2 separate regions of the Sus scrofa genome follow, and region 2 is linked to region 1. Evidence: chromatin contacts called from public promoter capture Hi-C data. All regions are on one chromosome and are shown on one strand. The core of a region is the stretch at or near the end of the contact, and the rest is flanking DNA. Distances in the headings are between cores, read along the strand shown. Region 1 overlaps SMAD1 (SMAD family member 1). Region 2 holds the start of SMAD1 (SMAD family member 1).

Region 1 (2,724 bases), core at 140-2,639:
CTAAACTACCCCATCTGTGGTATTTTGTTATGGGCAGGCCTACCAGACTAATAGAGTAGCTGTGGAACAATCTTGAAAGATGCAGAAACAGATTTGAACATACCTACCTGGTTCTTGAATAGCATATTTTAACATAATCAAGTAATTCTTACCAAGTTAATGTATAAATAAAATGGGATCCCAATTAAATAAGTACCTATAATCTTTTTTTTTTTTTTTTTTTTTTTTTTGTCTGGAGGTTGACAAGGTGATAACTAAAGTTCATATGGAAAAGTAAGCCCATGAGCGAAATATTAAAAAGGAAGAACTGGGAGAGGAGACTAGCTCTACAGATGTTAACACCACACAGTCTCTATCATGAAAACAGTCATCCTGAGGCACAGACTAGAATGGAATGGGATGGAATATCTACAGATAGACCCAGACATATATGGAGATTTGTGAGAAAGATGGTATCTCCAGTCACTAGGACAGAAATGGTTTTTTAATAAGTGGTATTAGGGCAACTGGCTGACCATTTAGAAAAAGATAAAAATAGACCTATTCCTTTTTTTTTTTTGCTTTTTAGGGCCACCCCCGCAGCATATGGAGGTTCCCAGGCTAGGGGTCTAATCAGAGCTATAGCCTCCGGCCTACACCACAGCCACAGCAACGCCAGATCTGAGCCAAGTCTGCGACCTACACCACAGCTCACAACGCCTGATCCTTAACCCACTGATTGAGGCTAGGGATCAAACCTGCAACTTCATGGTTCCTAGTCAGAGTCGTTTCCGCTGCACCACGATGGGAACTCCTAGATCTATTCCTAATACTGTGAGTAAGCTGAACTCCAAAAGGATCCAAGATTTAAATAAAATATGAAACTTTATATGTACTGGAAGAATGCATGGGTGAATTCCTCCTTACAGTCTGGGTGTAGAAGACGACTTTCTAGGACTCAATCCATATTCAATAAAAGAAAATATTGATAAACTTGACTATCAAAAAAAAATAAATTTGCACATAAGCAAAGTCAAAAGACAAATTAGGAAGTGCCCATGGCATGTGGAATTTTCTGGGCCAGGGATCGAACCCAAGCCACAGTAGTGACAACGCTGGGTCCTTAACCCACTGAGCCACAGAGCATCTCCCCTCAATACCTTGTTGAAGTTCATTAAAATATGCCTGTCCCTATATCAGCAGTGGCAGAATCATCTCATATTAATCAGCAGAGGTGAGCAAAAAGGTATTGCTCTTGTCCGGCTCCGGTATAGAGGGCTAAGTTGTTGGAGTTGGTGGCTAACTTCCCGGGTCATGTACAAAAGCTGACTGAGCTCCCCCAGAGTGTACACTAAGGGCAGCCCTGTGCTTTAGAGCCAGACCACTGCACACCACAGCAGTTACCCGGGAACACATGTGCGGAGTGTGCAGAAATACACTGCCCCCTGCTGCCGCTGTCATCTGCAGGCAAGGAAAGGAAGTAAATTCCCATTTTGAAAACTCTCTTGGGCAGTAGGAATTACTAAAACAGGGGCTTCAGTAAGGGGGTCGTAGCGGGGGTGGGGTGGGGGGGGAGATGGAGAGTTGACTTGAGTTGCTGTCTGGCGCTGCAGTTGGTGGGCGGGGTCTAGAGGCCTCTGTTTTCGGCCTTTTAAAGGTGCGGGTCAGAATGGGGGCTAGAGCTAGCTGACCATAAAAGGCAAGCTGGAAGTGGTAACAGGCTGCGACAACAGAAAGAAAAAGAGAACGTTTGATTACGGAGGTAATTTAAAGATACTGTACTATTTCAGAGCATGTGTTTATTTTTGGAATATAGAGTTCTATGGTGTTGGGGAAACTTTGTGACTATTGGGAACTCTTTCATCAACAAAACAAGTGTATAAGGAGGAATTATGCCTTTATTCCCTTAGGGTTTTCTTTTTTTTTTTTAATTGAAGTATAGTTGATTTACCATGTTCTGTTAAGTTTCAGGTGTACAGCTAAGTGTCTCAGATATAGATAGACAGATATGTGTGTATGCTTTTTCAGATTCTTGTCCATTACAGGGAGAAATTATACTTTTGATGACGATTTGGACAGATTTCCATCACTGTGTGAGAAATGAAATACACTTATACGGAAAAGATTTGTTTCTAAGGGATCAAATAGTAGGGAAATCTTATTGCTACAGGATTTGGGGAGATTTAAGATACAGCATGTGAGAAATTTTAATACCTTCAAAAACCCATTTTTACTTATACAATTTTCTGCTCATGAATTAGTGATAATCCAAGTGTTAGGAGCACTTTTTGCTGTAGAAATTATCTAAGTCATGGATAGATTCCCTGGAAAGCCCTCAAAAATCTACTTAGTTCCTAATGCCACTAAATACGGGTTTCTTTTGGAAAATACATTGAGTCCGTAACTCCCAACAACAATCACAGATTTTAAATCTCTTCCCATGCTGTTTACCAAACGAGTTGTTTTTCTCTTTCTGCCAAGGTCATAAGGGCAGTAGGCATTCCAAGGACCTTTATTATTGGGAGGGGCCGCCTGGTGACCCTGGCCAGAGGCTGAGGCACTAACCCCTACCAACCCTTCCCTTCCTTGATCATTGCCTTTGTAGTGGCTCTGCCTCCTGAGGTTTCTGGGGGTTGGGGACCAGCGAGCTGCTAATTCCTAGGTTCCTAACATGCAGAGCTTTTAAGAATGGCTTGCTTTATTTCCTTCTCTTCCAGTGTGTACATTTGGGGACCTTTATACCTT
Region 2 (3,117 bases), core at 196-2,695, 58 kb before region 1:
AAACCTCATGGTTAATAGTCGGTTTCATTAATCACTGAGCAACTACGGGAACTCCATTTATATTTTATATAAATGGAAGCTTACAGTCTGTGGGGTTTTTGTCTAGCTTCTTTCACTTAGCATAGGGTTTGCAAGTTTCATCCACGTAGAATGTCAGAACTTCATTCCTTTTTATGACTGAATGTGTTCCATTGTGTGCATACAGCACATTCTATTTATCAAAGGAGGGTTTGAGCACAGTAGTGACCTGTTTGGAGTGGCATTTCACAAGGCTCATTGCAACTGTTGCTGCCAGGGGTAGAGAATGAATTAACTGTCAAATGCTGTTCTTAGGGGAAACAAGACAAGGCCCAAGAATTGACCTGTAAGTGCTCAAATAATTGAACGAAGAAATTAGCAGACATAGTCTGACTATATATAAACAGTATTTTATGTATTTGGGGGGACCTGTTGCATTTCTTTTGAATGATTAAACATGGGATGTAGCAATAAGATGGTTAATAAGTAAGAATTTAAAATGGAATGTGCACATGTAAAGTACATGACAATTGGAGAATACCATTAATTTGACTTAAAAAAAATGATGGTAATAGTTCTTTTGGAACACGTAAATTTACTCCTCAGAATCATTATTCTCTAAACATAACCTTACCCTAATCATCCAAGATTTCAGGCCAGCTTCTAGAGAGCCGGCTAAGAGAAGAAAAAACTCTCATAAACAGACATTTTTAATGTCTGTGCAGATCAGGTGGATGGGAGCTAGTTTAGTTTTATTTTGGGAAGTTGGTGTCAACCAAAAGGTGGCAGAACCTGGATCAAAAAATTGAGAGTTCTGTTGCGGCATCTGTCATTTGGAGCAAAGACGTTAACTACTGGAATCTCTAGATCCTGAAACTGGCATCAAACACATGTATTGATTCAAGGTTTGGGCTAAGTACAAGAAATAGTTACTAGGTTATCCAGTTTTCAGTACGTGCAACTTCTGGGGCTTGCAAATCTTTGAGGAGTGAGGGGCAAGGAAAACTAGACCTAAAAGGCGAGGCTCGAAAGGTGATGATCAAAAATGCACTCTATGTTTAAAATGCGATTCGGTGGGCGGGGTGGCCAAATGTTTCGGAAAATAAACATAGAACGCGGAACTTCCCTTGCAGGTAAGGCTGAGTTGGCTTCACGGGGACCAGAGGAGGCAGGGACAGCCGTTTCGATTCCTAGGAATCAGCGGGGCGGTGGGCGGGGGAGGCGGCGCGGGCCCGGCGCTCGCGCTGGCGGGGCCGGGAATTTGGAGAGGATCCCTGGTCGCGCGGCGGCGGCGGCGGCGCGCGCGGGTGCGCGTGTGAGCGAGCGAGGGAGCGGGAGGGCGAGTGCGCCCGGTATTGGCAGCGGAGGAGTGGAGGCTGGGCGGCTCCGACTCCCTGACGCCAGCGCGACCAGATCAATCCAAGCTCCCGGAGCAAGCGAGCGAGCGGGCGGGCGGGAGGAGGAAGGAGAGGCCGAGCCGCTGAGCCCGAGCCGAGGCGCGGGGAGGGACCCTGCGAGCGCAGCGCCCGGCCGGCCGGACCGGGGCCGCGGGGGACCCCGCTCGCCCGGCCACCTCGTGCGCCCGCGCGGACGGGCGCGCAGCCAACCCGGTAAAACGAAACAGACCCGAACCCAACTTTCTCCTCCGCCGCGTCCCCGCCCTCCCTTCGGCGCCCCGCGGACTTTCCAGCGCCGCCGCCACCGCCTCGGGTTGGGGCGGGCGCGGGCCAGCCGGGTGGCCGCGGTCGTGCACCGGGCCAGTGGTGCGGTTGAGGCGGAGAGGGGGCTCTTCCCCGCGTGGGGCGGACCGGCACCCCCCCCCCCCATGATGGCGCCTCCCGGCAGCTCTAGGGAACCAACCTGCCACCTTCTCTCCCCTCGCGCTCCGCCAGCCAGGCTGGGCTTGGGCCGGAGTGCCCCCTGCGTCTTTGTTGGGTCCCCGGCGGGGACGCCGCGTCCCTTGGCCCCCAGCCTCGCCCCGATCCCTGCCCGCGGCCGGCCCTCGGCGGCCACCCTCCCCCCTCCGCCCGTTTCCCTTTCCCTTCCTGCAGCCGGGCCTGAGCCGTCGGCGCGGCCCGCCGGGCCCATTGTGTCCCGCGCCGGCCGGGCGACCCCTGCGGGAGTCGGAGGGCGGCCGCGGGCGCTGTCCTTTCCGCGAAGTGGGGCTCGCGCGAGGGGGCACCCGGTGCCCTGCGTCCCTCCGGCTTCGGGCCGGGCTCCCTCTTCTGCCCCGGCCAGCCTCTTGAGGGTCGAGGTCAAGGAAAGTTCTCACCTAAATTCTCTCTAATTTAGTCAAAGGTTTGGCTGCACGTAATTTTTTTTTTTCTCTTCCGCCTACCCCCCCCCCCCCCCCGCGCCCCGAGTCTCCAAGTGTCGTCTCATTCCTTTCCCTTTCCCGGATTTGATTGCCTCACTGCATGTGTATTTGTGAGTTCGCCGTGGAACAAGTGTTCATTTACTCTGCGCATGGTCTTTGTTAGTGTTTCTCGGGGTTGTTTCTGCAGGAAGGTGGGGGTGGTGGGTGTGAGAGAGACAGACGTGGGCTTGTTTTTCTAGTTGCTTAATACATATGAAGGCTTCCCAGGGAGAGCGTTTCCTTGATGTACTTTGGGAAGGGAGGAGGAACAGATGCCTGCCGGATCTTACAACTCCAGTAGCTGCGGCTTTTGTTTATTTTGAGGCGTGGACGATGTTTAAATGCACCGTGCAAGATCCCCAGTAAGGCGCTTTCCCTTCTGCAGATCGAGGAGCGTCTCAGAACTGTCTCCTGAGAAAGCACCATTGTCGTGAGAGCTCTGACAGCCGGCCTTTTTCTTTCCGCTGAGGTTCTTTTGCCATTGCAGCTGAAGTTTCAAAGTCTATGGAATGATCCCAGAAGTTGCCTGAGCTCTGTATGCCTTTGCGTTGCTGAAACTCTTCGCGATTAGCTCGATCGCAGAATGCCTTTATTTCAGAGCATATCTCGCTCTCCTTGGCTGTCGTGGATGACGTGCCCACATTCAGGAACACAGTGAGAAAACTGTCTTCTGCCCATGTTGATTTTTCGTCTTGTTTCTAATTACTCCTTTGCACTTTATTGGCGGTAGGTGAGCGGTCTTG

Evidence for each region. Promoter capture Hi-C pulls out the DNA fragments that hold promoters and counts their contacts.
Region 2: a contact with region 1 is called in a promoter capture Hi-C map of liver, with 4 times the contacts expected there. The contact joins the promoter of SMAD1 here to the enhancer-like site in region 1. A contact is called at or near these places in 1 of 5 promoter capture datasets (liver), 8 of 47 Hi-C or Micro-C datasets (alveolar macrophages, fetal heart ventricle, fetal skeletal muscle and 5 more) and 1 of 2 datasets of contacts at active chromatin or transcription factors (skeletal muscle).

The regions. Positions count from the first base shown.
Region 1 is chr8:82,928,171-82,930,894 of Sscrofa11.1, reverse strand. The region is part of intron 2 of SMAD1 (SMAD family member 1); the gene reads left to right. The region is part of intron 6 of LOC102165892 (a long non-coding RNA gene); the gene reads right to left. Among named protein-coding and RNA genes, the nearest start is that of SMAD1, 58 kb to the left of the region's middle. Within about 2 kb of position 1,389, at least 20 of the 83 cell types and tissues checked have an H3K27ac peak or open chromatin away from gene starts, as enhancers often do. A contact at or near this core is called in liver and skeletal muscle, where this site is marked.
Region 2 is chr8:82,986,237-82,989,353 of Sscrofa11.1, reverse strand. It overlaps SMAD1 (SMAD family member 1), which reads left to right and starts at 1,445. Exons shown (of 7, transcript NM_213965.1): 1 at 1,445-1,628.